Regions from separate parts of the Mus musculus genome. Here regions 2, 3 and 4 are each linked to region 1. A link is a contact called in public HiCAR-type and promoter capture Hi-C data. All regions are on one chromosome and are shown on one strand. The core of a region is the stretch at or near the end of the contact, and the rest is flanking DNA. Distances in the headings are between cores, read along the strand shown.

Evidence for each region. Promoter capture Hi-C pulls out the DNA fragments that hold promoters and counts their contacts. HiCAR-type assays count read pairs that join an accessible place to other places.
Region 2: a contact with region 1 is called in a HiCAR-type map of astrocytes, with 4 times the contacts expected there. The contact joins the promoter of Dync1i1 here to the promoter of Sdhaf3 in region 1. A contact is called at or near these places in 6 of 39 promoter capture datasets (the C10 cell line, cranial neural crest, embryonic stem cells and 3 more) and 2 of 115 datasets of contacts at active chromatin or transcription factors (astrocytes and forebrain).
Region 3: a promoter capture Hi-C map of embryonic stem cells shows a contact between it and region 1, with 6 times the contacts expected there. The contact joins the enhancer-like site here to the promoter of Sdhaf3 in region 1. A contact is called at or near these places in 4 of 39 promoter capture datasets (the C10 cell line, cranial neural crest, embryonic stem cells and 1 more), 1 of 484 Hi-C or Micro-C datasets (cortical neurons) and 1 of 9 other capture datasets (adipose tissue).
Region 4: a promoter capture Hi-C map of the C10 cell line shows a contact between it and region 1, with 20 times the contacts expected there. The contact joins the enhancer-like site here to the promoter of Sdhaf3 in region 1. A contact is called at or near these places in 9 of 39 promoter capture datasets (3T3-L1-derived adipocytes, the C10 cell line, the HPC-7 cell line and 5 more), 2 of 484 Hi-C or Micro-C datasets (cortical neurons and palatal mesenchyme), 3 of 115 datasets of contacts at active chromatin or transcription factors (astrocytes, cardiomyocytes and fibro-adipogenic progenitors) and 2 of 9 other capture datasets (adipose tissue and liver).

Annotation. Positions count from the first base shown.
Region 1 is chr6:6,954,122-6,957,805 of GRCm38.p6, reverse strand. It overlaps Sdhaf3 (succinate dehydrogenase complex assembly factor 3), which reads right to left and starts at 1,788. Exons shown (of 2, transcript NM_001077713.1): 1 at 1,606-1,788. The coding sequence starts at 1,779.
Region 2 is chr6:5,723,988-5,727,671 of GRCm38.p6, reverse strand. Dync1i1 (dynein cytoplasmic 1 intermediate chain 1) reads right to left here and starts at 2,033. Exons shown (of 17, transcript NM_010063.4): 1 at 1,736-2,033.
Region 3 is chr6:5,806,155-5,809,838 of GRCm38.p6, reverse strand. The region is part of intron 6 of Dync1i1 (dynein cytoplasmic 1 intermediate chain 1); the gene reads right to left. It overlaps Gm34527 (a long non-coding RNA gene), which reads left to right. Exons shown (of 4, transcript XR_377319.4): 3 at 154-240; 4 at 1,626-3,411. Among named protein-coding and RNA genes, the nearest start is that of Gm34527, 12 kb to the left of the region's middle. Within about 2 kb of position 1,723, at least 9 of the 459 cell types and tissues checked have an H3K27ac peak or open chromatin away from gene starts, as enhancers often do.
Region 4 is chr6:5,858,616-5,862,299 of GRCm38.p6, reverse strand. All of the region lies in intron 6 of Dync1i1 (dynein cytoplasmic 1 intermediate chain 1), which reads right to left. Among named protein-coding and RNA genes, the nearest start is that of Gm34527, 41 kb to the right of the region's middle. Within about 2 kb of position 1,894, at least 11 of the 459 cell types and tissues checked have an H3K27ac peak or open chromatin away from gene starts, as enhancers often do.

The DNA of each region.
Region 1 (3,684 bases), core at 539-3,038:
TCCTTAGACTTTAGGACTTTCAAACTAGAAGTCTTTCTTCTCAGCACAGATAAAGTCTTCCTGTCTGGCTTCAAACTTACTTAATAGACATGACTTTACAAACACTTATTATAGCTTTGATATGATTAACAATATAAATAGTACTTTTTAAATATACTAGCATTATCCATTGCAGATCTCTGAGTTGCAGGCCAGCCTGGTCCACAGATTGAGTTCCAGGACAGCCAAGAACACAGGAAAACACTGACTCAAACAAACTGAATAAAATAAAGTAATAAATACACTAACATTGAGATGCCTGTTGTAAATACCGTTATTTTACAGACCGAAAGACTAGAAAAATTAACTGATGTAATGTTTAGTAAATGCTGAGGTCTGAATTTAAATCTAGTTTTCTGATTTCAATACCAACTACATATTTAAAGAAAGTGTTTTGCATTTAAAAATATTAAACCTCCCCAGCTCCTGGCAACCAAATTATATCTAATAAACCAAGACTTTTAAGAAAGTTATACATTTCATTATTATAAAGTTCTCTCTTCAATAATTCTACAATCAAGAATTATAGAATTCAATGAAAATGCTTTTCCCTAGCCTAATCTTTATGTTGTTTTAAAGGTAAATATCACTTCAGCCACTATCAGCATGAAAAATCTTTTTTACTTTACCAGAGCAGTTTCTTTAAAATACCTAGATGCACTCTAGAAATGCCCAACTCCTTTCACCTCCTGATATTTTCAAGATGGGAGGAGATCCTGCAAGACTCTTCAGCATCATGCAATACTCTTTCTCCCCCTTCATTCTTAAGAGAAAAAAAAAAAAAAAAAAGGTATTAGGGTCGTGGAGATGGCTCACTGAGAAAGGTGTCTGCTGCCAAGCTGTGCAGCCCGCGGTTTGATCCCCAGGAGCCATGTGGTGGAAGGAGAGACCATTCCCTTGGGTTAGCCTCTGACCTCCAGCACACACACACACACACACACACACCCGTATACACACAAATAAATAAATATGTACCTAAAATAAATAATAAGAAAGAAAAGAGAAAAGTCAAACACTGAATCCAAACGCGTGCCCCCGCCAGCATTACCCCTTTAACAAATTGCAATCCTTAGGTCTTTTCTAGGTTATATAATTTATCTGTCAAGTGGAAAGCTTACTAAGGCCCTACAATTACAAATTAACAAATGATCGAAATGATCTAATTCTGGCAGCTAAGTAATGACATCATGTTAATTACACGGCTGTCACCTAAACAGCCTAAAGGCAACGCAAAGGACAAACGCCGACGAACTTTTGGAGCACTAAACAGTCAGGAGTGCAGTAACGTCTGAGACACGCCACCCTTCTCTCTCCAGCACCTGGCACCCTCAGCACTCTCAGAAAGTTCTTCTGAATGCGGGGGAAACTGCTCAAGCACAGAGCCTGTGCGGGAAGCTGGGGGATTCGCGACGGAGCTTGAAAGAAGTGCTGTTTGACCACTTTAGTCTGTCTATTCCAGACGCCCTGTTTGGCCGTGCACGGACCCTGGGAAGCAGCTAGGAAGGTGGGGTCTGAACTGAAAACCCAAGGTCCGGGACGAGGGGGCGGGGAGGGGGCGTCACTTGCCTCCCATTCCTTCAAGAATCGCTGGGCCTCGCCAGGACCAACAGTCTTATGTCTCCTAAATTCGTCCTTCACGTACTGGTCACCCAGGGCTTTGAGGTCCGGGGGCAGAGCCCGATGTAGCAGCAAGATTCGCCTATATAAAGCCCGGACTCTCGAGACATGCTTCCCCGGCATCGCGCCGCGCCTGCGCAGAAGGTGGGCGTAGCTCCGCCCCCGCTAGGAAGTCGCCTATGGGTGAACCCCAAAGCGGGCGGAAGAGAGCGCGCGACCTTCATCCGGTTTGGTCCGTCATAGAATCTTGTCCTTCCGGAAACCCGGATTTGGGGCGGGCGGACAGAAACGCTCTGCCAAAGGCGCGGCTGTTGAGGAGTAGTTGTAATTTCTTGAGTTTCCTAGAGAGGTGCTGCTGTGTAAGACAAAAAGTCTTGTGTGAGCGACTTGTTACCTTCAGAGTTAACTCATCTTCTCCATTTGCTAGTTTCTTCTTATTAAATATTTGAGAAAGACTTCATCGAACTGAAGTCTTCTCCAGAAAGCCTTGCGTGGTTAATCCAAAGTGTTATGGCTTCTGAAATAGTGTGGCATTCGCCGGTCCCTCGCAACAGCCCTCGTCCTTTGCAGTGCTGTACTTGGAGTTTATGCAGTAGGCATAGCTTCTTCCAGGTAGTTATCACAAGTGAGCCCTGAAGGGCAGACTTTGTTGGTCTAGGTCAAGTGCACTATGAAAGAATCTTGGGAGTTATTTTATGTGTATTTTTTTTCCAAGACCAAGATTCTGAGAATTTTTATTAAACAATGTGAGATGAAAATGTGAGACCCTGACTTAGAGCGTTTCTCCCTGGAAGATAAAGCCCCTGGATGTTTCCCAAGCTTGTTTTCCCTGATCTTTAAAAAATACAGCTAGAAAGAAGCTCTTTGTTCTCTATAGCCAGCAAAAAGCCTTTTTGTTTCTATACTGTACAACCAGAGATGCCTGCCTTCCTGTGCCAAGGACACAGAGATAAAAATTCAGAAAGAACTCACTCCCCACTCCTGCCTTGTAAATTTCACCAAGGACACCCGGAAGAGAAGAACTCTTCCCAAGTCCTCCCAACTCTCCTCCCAACTCCTCCCAAGTCTCCTCCCAACTCCTCCTAACTCCTCAGCTAGCTGTTAAAAGCTCCCTACTGTCACCGGGTCGAACTCCCCTGCCCTGCACCAGCAAAGGGACTTCATCCTCAGCTAGCTGATAATAAAACCTCTTGCAGTTTGCATCAGGTATGGTTTTCTCTCAGGACGTTGGGGTGTTGGCCAGCTCACCTGGGGACTTGCAGAGGCCCAGCATCGGGGGTCTTACAAAAACAAGAAATCTAGATGTTCACAAGTCCAAACTTGTGTAGAGGTGGGGAAAAAAAAAGTAACTATTTCAAAAGCTGATAGCTTCTTGTCCTTATTCTTTCGTTCCAATTAAATTTTAATCCTTCAGCAAATCCTAATAGCTCCACCACCAAAATCATGCAGGAATCAAACATTATTTCCATCACACCCTGTACCATAATTATCTCTTTCTACTGGATAGCTACCGTATCTGTGTTCTTGCCTCTGGCCATGTTGAACTTCAGTTATGATCTACCCAGGCTGTAATTAGATAACATCGTTCCTCTGCTTAACAAATCCTCAGTAGCACTCTGTTATTGAACAACTCAAAGTCTCTCTACCTCTAGAATTTAAATGTTCTATTTATTCACTCCCTAGTAAGTCAGTTCCACTCACACTGGCCTCCATCTTTGAACTCCTTCACTTCCAACCGGAAACCTTGTTTGGAGCACTTCCGGGGGCTGGTAGGAGGCATCACTTGCCAGAACCAGTGTGTCGGCTCACTGTCGTGTGACCTTTCCCAACAGCCTTGTTTGAAACTAACATAACCAAGCCAAACCTCCCATGGTGCTCCTGCTTTTGTTGTTTTTTCTTTTTTGTCTTCATAATACTCAGCAGGCCGTACTTTGCTTAGTTACTGATTCTAGCTTCTGACAAGAATACTTAGGGGAAGGCGTTTTTCAGGAGGAGGGAGTGTTTCCCACCGGTCTGGCTGTGCTCTAG
Region 2 (3,684 bases), core at 784-3,283, 1.2 Mb after region 1:
CAAGTAAGCATCTAATGGACAACCAACCAGTGGCATATATTCACTAGAAAAAGGGGTCAGACAGGCACTGGGCAGTAGACACGAAGCAGCCCTCTCTGTCTCAGGAAGCCAGTGAGCAAAAGGCTTCAGCATCCCAGAGATCTGGGCAGGTGCACAGATGACAGAAACCTGAAACAAGACAGACACGCACAAAATGTTCTGGGAGGAAAATAGTGCCCAACCCTGGGCAGGCTGGAAAGGGGTGCATTCGGCACTCCAGTATTGTGATGGATGGTTCTTAAAAGAGCATCTCCTAGCCACTGGCTCCCTGGATCTGAAGTCCTGAAGAGCTGGTACTAGTGAAGAGAGCACGGCCTTAGTGCTAGGACTGCCAGGTTTTGTTCCACTAAGAAGCATGGTTAGAACAGAATTAAATACGTTTCCCTATAGTGAACCTTTAGTAGCAAATTAGGCATTGCTAAAAACAACAACAACAACGGAGGAAGTATTACAGACATTCTCAAGAAGACCCGGAGGTGGGGGGTGGAGGGTGGGGGGTGAGGGGCAGCAGGGGATGCAAGATCCAGTTTGCACTGGATGTTCCCATTTCAAAGATGCCAATACTCTAACACTGATCAACGCATGCCCCCCATCCCCGTAACTTCCACAATGGCACAAACTATTCTGGGGAAGGTTAGTTATATCCATGCTATTATCCAAGACTATCTTGGACTGTCACTGGCATGCTGCACTGTCAGCTAAGCTTCCTGCTAGTCTGCAATGTCTGGAAGCAATTCCTTCACAACTTCAAACTGCATCAAGTCTGTAATGCTCATTCCAAACACAACTCCAGCAAGAAAATGGCTGGCTACTTGTTCCTGCCTTAGGTGTGGTTACAGTCCAGGAAAGCCGGTATATTTATTGGTTTTTGGTTTTTTTTTTTTTTTTTTTCTCCTTTCCTTGAGCCTCCGGTTTCCTAAGCGATACTTTCTCCTGGTTCTCAGTCTCCGGTTTACCGAGGTAGAAGTCATGAGGCACCCGCATACTCAGTTCCTTACCAGCTCTGCCAGGATCAGTGCTCTGGTGACGATTCAGAGCTTTACGTGGCCAGAGCAATTCTGGATGGGAGTGGGGGAAGGAAAACCGCGGAGGTGTTTACCAAAACACATCCCCAGCCACACTTTTTTTTTTTTAATCCAGCAGAGAAAGAAACTGGCATCTTGCATGAGTGTTTAATTAAAGCTCGGTTGGAAGTGCATTGGCCCCCTCCGACTTGGCGGGTAGCAACAGCATCCTAGAGCTTTGCAGACAGCTCAGAAATGTAATCAGACAGCATCCTTTCCCTCACTCTGTAGGTCTCCCTTTCTAGGGGCCATGAGCTGGTAGCCCACGGGGATGTGGACAGCACAGCTTCTGGCCTTTTGCTCCCGAGGAGAAATAAACAAGGTGAGGAACCTTGCCATGCGCCTCTCCCAGTGTACAAGGTGGGCTACAAGGTGATGACACCCTTGACCCGTCCTCCTCTGCCTGTACCTCTCCGCTCCTGGGGAGCTGCAGCCAGGGCTGCCTCTGGAGGGCTCCAGCTTGGGGCGCTTCAGTATGCAGGAGCACGGGGAAAGGGGCCCAGGCTGTGTGCCCAGCGGTGGCTGCAGCAGTCACTGCTGCCCTGCTGCTCCCCGGTGTCCTGCGGATGTAGCCGGGGGCTCGGGGCTCAGAGGTGGCTGCATATAGACATGACCTCCCACCCATGGGTTACCTGAATGCTGTACGCGGAGGCTCACTGGAGGTCGTGGAGGAGGCGCGGGAGGACGGAGAGCAGCGGGCCCGCGCCAGCAGGATGTGCTGTCTCACGCTGCGCGGCTAGGCTAGCGCTCCTCCCGGAGCGATCACTTCCTCTCTCCTGAGCCTGACACTGACAGCTCCCAACACCAGGGCTGCGGGGCTCGCCCCGCCCACGGCCCACGCCCTCCACACCCGCGCCTCCCGCGGGAGGGCCTCCGCACAGCGCAGCACCGCCTCGGGCCAGCCTGGCAAGGAGGAGGGAACCCGGGGACAGTCAGTCCTAGGCTGAAGGCAGCGCACACCTTAGTTACTGCCAAGGAGAGCTGTGAGTCTGCCAAGCTCCTGATGATTTTCTCCATGGGCAACTTTCACTCCCAGACAGAGAAACTTTAAGTCTTTAAAAAAGAAACAGACAAGCTTAGATCTATCCATTCTGTACAGGTACGGTTGAACATAGGCTTCCTCAGACATATACAAACAAATACACAAACAGTTAAACATACAAACCTATACATTATATCTCTATCTATCTATCTATCTATCTATCTATCTATCTATCTATCTATCTACACACACACACATATGTGTGTGAATATAAATCATATATACATAAATACATATTGATACATACACACATGTAGACATATACGAATAGATATACATAGGTACACCTATGTATGTACATATGTTATCTACAGTGTGTGTGTGTGTGTGTGTGTGTGTGTGTAGCTTGCTTCTCGTTGCTTTTCTGATGTCTTGGCTTTAGAAACAAAACAAAATACCTGAGAAACACTTTTGGACTTCCCCGAAGCTTACCATCCTAGCTGTCACAGCGCTGAGGGAGGGAGTTTAGGATGTATGGCAGCGTGGGATTGGCATCACTTTGTAGATGAGCTTTTCATTGTTTGCAGGAACACCCTGGTCATCACTGTGCAGATAAGAGAGTATATATGTGGGGGGCATCCCATAGATACCCAAATATTTGTGATTTTATCAGTTGGCCAATGTCACAGTAATTTCAAAATAAGATCCAATCATGAATACAGTGTCTTATCTATCATTGTTTCAGATTTGTTTTCTTGGATGGTCTTTTTGATCATAGAAATAGTTGACTTAAGGCTAAATGCTTCTAGGTTGAAGAGATTCAAGATATCCTAAGAAAGAAAGATAACATGAGTCAATATATGTTGTTGCCATGGACTGGAAATGCTCAATGCAGGTCAACTCTACATTAATTTTCTTTTAAAATTTTTTTACCTGATAGAGTAGACAAAATGTTATGAGCGCTGTGTGACGCTTACTCTTGGTTGTCAACCTGACTAAAGTTGAAATCAACTAATAGGCATCCCCTTGGGCACACCTGTTAGGCATTATTGTGATTAGGTTTTCTGAAAGGGAAGACCTACTGTAAATTTGGGAAACATTTTCCCAATTATTTCTTTCTAGTACTTTCCCATTATCCTCGCAAATGCATTTATATAGTTAACATCTTGTCCAGCTTACCTCACCCGTGGCTATGCTGCCATTCTTTGCAGACATCAGAAGCCAGCTTCACCAGCCTTCCTGAGTGAGCTGAAGACCAGAGGCTTTGCAGGAACTCCCTAGGCCTTTGCACTGGACTAGGATTGCAGAAATATCCATCCCCTTAACTGGTCAGGACTGGTGTGGTGGTTTGAATATGTTTGGGCAGGGAGTGGCACTGTTAGGAGGTGTGGCCTTGTTGGAGTAGGTGCAGCCTTGTTAGAGCAAGTGTGTCACTGTAGGGGTGGGCTTTAAGACTCTTCTCTTAGCTGGCTGGAAGCCATTCTTCTCCTAACTACATTCGAATCAAGATGTAGAACTCTCAGCTCCTCCTGCACCACCCCTTCCTGGATGCTGCTACACTTCCTGCCATGATGATAATGGACTGAACCTCTGAACCTA
Region 3 (3,684 bases), core at 474-2,973, 1.1 Mb after region 1:
TGACAGCCATACTTACCTGGAACATAGCCTTTTCCACATTAGGGAAGGGAGAATGAGAAATGTCAACACCCCATTGCTCTCAGGGGTGAGAGCATCATCATCAGCCTCCAGTGAGGGTAAGGGCGGGGTGTGTTCTTTGCTTTGTATGGACAGGAGTTTCCTTAGAGCTGAGCAGTAGGACTGGAGTCAAGGATGGCGGAGAGACAGATCACAGATCCTTACTGCTCTTATCAAGTCTTGGTAAGTTCTCTTGGAAATTTTTTATTTGCTAAATGTTACTTCTACAATTTCCAGAGGTTTAAGGAAGTATGTGGGATGGCCAGAACACGACATGTTGTCAGACTAGAAGTGGGGCTACTGCAGGCTTCTTGGGCCAAGCAGAACATGAACTGCTATTCTTCAGGGGAAAAAAATCACCTGTAAACATCTGTAATATTCACTACTCCTATTTTCTCTTCATATACATATGTATATATACATATATATATACATATATATATTTAACATGTATTAATTAATGTATATATTTATTTACTCTTTTCATTTTTATATAGAGTGAAGTTATGTTTAAAAATTATTTGTATGTTTCTCCATTTGTCTGAATGCAGTCATTCTCATTTTGAGTCTTTTAGTGTACTCAGATGCCAGTAAGGAGACTAGAATTTAAATAGAAGAATGAAAATAGAATACTAAAGTAAAATTCAACTCTCTTCTTAAAAGCTGCATCTTGAAACCCCAAACCATAACAGTTCTCAACCCGGGGACTCAACACTCTTGGGAGCTGCATATCACATATCATGAATATCAGATACTTATATTACGATTCATAACAATAGCAAAATTAAAGTTGTAAGCTAGCAACAAAATATTTCTCTGGTTTGGGGAGTCACCACAATATGAGGAATTATATTAAAGGGTTATAGCATTAGGAAGATTGATAACCATAGTAGGCAGACATCGGGTCAAGGGCTATGTAGAAAAGAAGGCATCAAATCAAGGCCTGGAAACAGTGAAAGCCAGGAAGGGACCAAGTCATCAAGAAATCCATGGTGAACGCTCCCTAGAATCACTGACAAGCCACGCCTTTTCACTAGCTCCATGTTATGTCCTGTGTACCAGTTTGTCCTGGTGTCCAGAGTACCAGTGTCATTGGATAAAGGACAACAGATGTGAGCCAAGGACCAGCCCAAGGCAGACTCCTTTACGTTGTCTCTACATCCATGTTGGTTATATGATCATGTAAACCGCACATCTCTCCCCGCATTCGGCTGTGAATTATGGAGGAAAGTGGATAGGAGTGGACCCTTAGGAGAGCCTACAGGTTTCTATCCAAGACGAATGGAGCATACTAACAGAAAATGTTTAAAAGTAGAGAATGGACTATGGTTGTTTATTTAATACCGTTTCCTTGACAACCAGTAGTATTGTAGACAGCTGCAGACAAAATAAAGGAGCCAAGTTCTCTCTGCACTCTTGATTTATAAGGTGAGTAAATTCTACAGCAACACTCTAGTCTCATAATGTATAGGAGAGTTCTGCACACATCATAAATACCATTTTGCTGGTCACCTCTCTTTTTCATTTCTTACACCACAGTGATTATTTTTTTCCGTATATATTTTTAGCTACCCAGCATCCACTACTCTGTTTTGGACAGGAGCTCTGCAGTAGATCAAAGTGGAGTTGCAGTCTGCCCAGACATTGTGGAAGCTGAATGTGGCAAGGACAGCGTGTGGGGTCCTTCCCTGCATCGCCTCTCACTGCTAACACTGGGGCTTGTAACTCAAGACTACCTAATAGGCTTCCAGATGGCTCTTCAAATTTCAAGAGAGCACCGGAAAAGAACAGGGGAAATTAGAAGCTTGCAAGGCGACGGTGACTACAGAGCTTGAATTCTGGGCACAAACGGGAACATCCTGTGCAAGGAACATCGGGACTTCTAACCTGGCTCTTTCAGCTAGCATCAGATAACTGTTTCTTCACTGTATTCTCAAATGTCCTCTTGTCTATTGCATGGAGAAAGGGCACTGTGTCCTTTCTTTTTATAAGGTCACTTATCTCATCAGATTAGACCCACTTATAATGTCTTAACCGGGCACCTTTTCCCTAAAGGCCCTGGTCACTTAGGGCTTCAATATTTGAATTTTAAGGACACACGACTATTCAGTCCACTGCAGATGCTGCCTAGTCTCATATCTATTTCTGACCAAAATTCCCAAGCATTTATATCAATTCTGTAAAGTATCTCATATCTTCTGCCAAAGATTATTTTCTGTTCAAATGAAGCAGACTTCATTTCTATTCTGGCAACCGCAGATTCGGACATTACTTTGAAGGCTGGCATCTGAATCGTGTTATCTGGGAAACTGGTTGTGTCCTTGCTGGTTTTAAAGAGGAATCTCAGAGTTCACACGTGGGATATGTTGGGAGTAACAAACAGTTGAGTAGTGGTTCCTCTGTGCAGATCTTTAATGAAGCAGCCACTGGAAAGAAGGGTTTGGAGGAATTGTGTTGTCACTGCTACAGAGTTGAGTGCGTGGCACTAGGAGGAAGTCTACTTCTCATGGTGCTGGATAGCTTGAAGAGTGAGTGACAAGCTCAGTACTCCATTTTTCCCAAAGCGTAGGTCCAGGGACTTCCTCTGTGGCTCATAAATATTTATAGAAATGTTTTCCCCAAAGAAACACAAACTGTAAACTCTGTGGGTCCCTGGATAAAAGCTGCTAAGTTATCAGTGTCACCAGGTGATTTGCAAGAAAGTTATAATACTAATCAGAACATAACAGCAAATGGAACTGAGAAGTGGAATGTATAAGCTTGGGCATCCTCCATCTACCTAGAGTACTGAGCCCTGCTTCACAGTGAATGGTTTGTGTTTTCTGTTTGATCTTTGGCACCCTGTGTCAGCTGGTCCTAACACCAGACCTTGAGCATCTTACCTGGGGACATGGTACCGTCAATACTCAGGGAAGGCATGCACAAAGAGAAAGTGGGGAAAATATTTGCTACTTTAGGAGGGTTTACCAATCCTTACATCTATTAACAACAGGACTAGGGACTCTACCCTCTATCTGCACTTAAAGAACATTGATACTGGCAAGATATCTCATCTTAGTAGTAACATTTAATATGCACCCAGACACCCCTACAGCTTATCAACAACCACTTGGCTATTCTTTTAAGTAATAAGTTCAGAGGCAGAGCCCAGGGGTCTTGGCAGCCCGTAACATACTTAAGTCAAGGTTATCTACCAGGTTTTATTTTCTTCAAAGTAACTTCAAGGTGTTTCAGGATTGGCTTCCATTTGAGAAGTGCTTGATTTCAAATATCACATCCAAAAGAATTATTTCCCTTTATTCTCTGAAAAATGCCCTTAGTGGGCAATATTTTAAAATCATAGAGTATATTTATGAGGCCAAAGAGTACGAGAAAAGATATAACTAATCTGTTGGTAGGCTAGCCTCCCATCTCAACTACTATCACTCATTGACTCAGAGAAGGAAGGAAAACGGGAAACCACAGAGGCCAAGATAACCATTAATGTCCTATGTGGATTCTGGTGTTCCATTTGACAGGATGAGAGAAATGTATATCCAAATGACTCAACTAAAAATGAAAAAAGGACATTCGGAAGCTTCTCATGGATGCCTCTCTGATTCCAGGCAGAGGCTTATTTGGGGCCTA
Region 4 (3,684 bases), core at 645-3,144, 1.1 Mb after region 1:
TTATAATATCACACGTGCTATTGTTACAGGGCCACAGACCTCAGCACAAATGACTCCATGATGCGAGTGCCATTCAGGCTGTAAAACCTCAGCATGCAGACAGCATCACCTGCCAAAACTACAACAAAGGCTTAATCCAAAAGTCCACAGCTCTGGGAAAGTCTCAAAATGTAATCAGCTTGCTTTCTTTTTTTTTTTGCTTCTGGTGAACTCTTCTTGTTAACTGGAGTATGTCAACCCAGAACACGGTGGTGGTGGGGTGTTGCTGAAAAGCTCAACCTGAGAAAGGTTTGGTGCTACACTGGGATCCCCAAGCCCCTTTATAGCCGTCAGCTGGCTGGGTAATAAAGACCTTCTATTGGCTGAACCCATGTCTGAGCAATCTTCTCTGGTGAGGACCCCACAGCTGGTCCCAGGGCAACTGCTGTTGCTGGAGTGGACCGTGGCCTTTGGGCTGAGGTCTTGCCCAGTTTCTTGGCCAGGAGGTCACTCTTTTACCCCATTTCCCACTCTATGCCCTTGGTCAGGAGTTATCTGAAGGGTTGCAGGTGGTGTTTCATGGCCTCCGAGACACTGTCTACCGAGAAGCTCCTGTCTATGTCCTCTTGGCTCATTCCAGCCTTTGTCTCATGCAGGGTGAACATCTCACACTTCCAACACCACCTGGAATGTACTCCATTTCTGTGTTCCCAGTTTATTCTTAAAGATTCACTTTCAAATATGTTAATCCATTGTTCCGTTCTTGTGTCCCATCTCTCCCCAGGTTGTACAAGAGAAGAACATGCCGTTTTTCATGCTGATTTTTCAATGCTTTTAAACATCAAGGCCAGGTCTTCAGGTCTGCCACATGCTGTCTGTCGCATATAAAGGCATTGGTTGAGCTTGTCCTTTCTTGGTGGACAATCACGTGCTTAGCATCCATTGGTTTCTCTTGTTTCCAGCACTGGCTGCTACAACTTTCCACAAACAGCCAGCCTCACACTCTTTTTCTCTGACTTTGCTTCATGCATTTTCCTCCAAACACTGCTTTGTGAAAAGAGACCTTTTTTTTTCTCTTTTTCTTTTGCAAACCTCAAACCTAACTAACCCCGTTTGTGAAATTAACCCATACTTATAGAAAGAAAAATGGAAATCTCATGGCATTTACAACCGAAATTAGCATGACAAGCTTTTAACCAGCTAGCCTGCAGCCAACTTGTCTCCTGTTGAAGGAACATTGAGCCAGCCATCAAACCTCATATCTAGATCATGTTTTGACTTATTTGAGAGTAGTGCAACTCAGAGACAACATCTCTTACATATTTCATTAGAATTCACTGCTAATTTCCTAGGGTCACAGCCTCCCATAAATAGATATAGAAACACAGCAGAGTTAATATTGAGGAGCCACTACTGCACAAGAATTGAATAATCATTCGTGGTTATTTTGGGGTCTCCTGCTTTACAAAGGAGCAAAGACTTTTGTCTCTCCCATCTTGTCCTCATGGTGCAGTTTCCAGGACTTTGAGCAGTACTCACAAAGTCCTCACAAGAGTGAAATCTGAGAGGCTCTCATGTTAAAACAGAAAATGCAGGAATCCAGGGAAACGGAACCTGTTTCTTAAGTGAAGATATGCAAACCGTGGTGGAAAGGAGAAATAAATTAGGATGGGGGTTTGTGAACACAAGTATGTGTTTGAAATAAAGACTTTAAGATGAGCAAGCATAAAGGGGAGCAAGACGTCAGCTCTAAACACATCTTCCCGTGAGGGCCCCCGGCAACCTTCTCTTCACCTCTGCGTTAAGCTCGCTTTCTTTCCTAAAGGATTTCTTTGGCCACACAGCAACATACTGGATAAAGAAAGCCAACTGGTAGAAGATGCACGCACGCACGCACGCAGGTACGTAGGCACGCACGCACGCGCACGCACACCTGCTGTTTCCCTTGCTGCATCTGCATCCGTCCACACCTCTGTCATTGTCCTCCTGAGCTGGAAGCTGTCTGCCAGGACTTGGAAGCACTTCAGCTGTAAGGAGCTTCAGGCGATAGAAGAAAAGTTAGACGAGTAAGGGAAGACTCCAAGGGAAATCTACAGTAAAGCCATGGGGGCCGGGGGTCACATCAGGGCTTGGTTGGTACTGACCACAGAGCTGAGAGAGAAGGTGTAGAACATGCGTGTGGGTGTATGAGGGGCTGTGAGAAGAAGATGGATGAAAATTAAGTTAGCTGGCTGGCCGTTGAGTGAGACGGGAACTGAAAAGGACTCATCTACAAACCAGAAAAGCAAGCAAGGTTTTATTTTCTTTCCCCTTCTTTCCCCACCCCCACCGTTTGAGAAAAGAGACATGAAGGCAAAAGGTGAGCTGAGCTCCCTAAGGCCACCCAGAGAGTTCCCCTCAGCTCCCCCTTCTCTTGAAAAGAAAGGTTTACTTTAGATACTCAAATAGACATTTTCAAATGTTTCTCAATTCCGAAACCTCAACCACCGGTCCCCGTGTTTACCGTTGAGGATTGCACAAATTTCCCCTGCTCCTGTAGGCTTCATCTCAGAGACTGATTGATAATGCTACTGCAGCCCCCAGGCCAGGGGGGCAGAAGTTTCTCTGAGCCTACAGTCGCTAGCTAGTGGACACACTTTTCATGCCATGGAAGGACAGACAGACGGCTGCAGCCAGCTACGAGGCCAGCCAAAAGTGTCACCTACCAGCTAGTGCTCAATGCCCGGGGGGTGGGGGGGTGGGGGGTGGGGAGAAAAACCACATGAAGCAGAGCTCAGATGCCCTGGGTGGGATATGCCCTGGGTGGGATGCATCAGATGCCTTCCGCAGGCACGACCACGACCCGCACACTCAAAAAGATGAACGGCGGTCACGTGTCGTTGCTTGGCTAGTGTCTGTTTCAACCTAACACTTTGAACATACACATGGTCCGGGGTGTCTGGCGGGCGGGGGAATTGTGCAGAATACGAGCTGGGGAGGTTCCAGCGTTTCTTGGTAAGAAATGCTTAGCTGAAGCATTTTCTTTGGAAGAGGTCTTCGCAGTGTGTTGGCTGGCTAATTCAGTTTGCAACGGTTTTTACATGGCGGTTTATAAAACACAGAGGGACTGTCAATAGTTCATCTCAAAGAATGGAGGTGCGAGGCAAGGGTGGAAAGTTCCCTTTGGATCACTTCAGAGAGTCTCCACAGGGTGTCAAGACACATCTGCACCCTGGGAGAATGCGTTTGAATCTGCAAAAGTCTTACCTCCAAGCCTTGTACTTCTCCCCTCCCCCAGCTTCAACCTCCCCACAGACCCCTCCCAGCCCACAGCTCGGGAGGCCAAGGCTACATAGATATTTTCTCATCATTACACCAGGTCAAGGGATAACTGGCAAGGCCAGTTGGAAAGTGAAAGTGTAAACAGGTTTTTATTTCCCCCTTCTTCTGGCTCTCCATGAATAGAACTTTCACATCAGAACCTCAAGCTGATGGAAAAATTAGATAATCACACTCGGTTACCTTAACCTCCCAAAGTCATCCTTACTGTGGGTCAGTTAAGGGCGTCTCAGACACGTAAAGAAAAAGCAGTAGCCTAGCTTTATTCTTGGTTTTTGGGTCGAGGTAGCAAAAGACACGAAAAGACAACTTTGAAGTATTTCATCCAATTTTCTCACTCTGATTGCTTTGACTAAACTAAAATAATTTCCATGTTTTCAAAAGAGC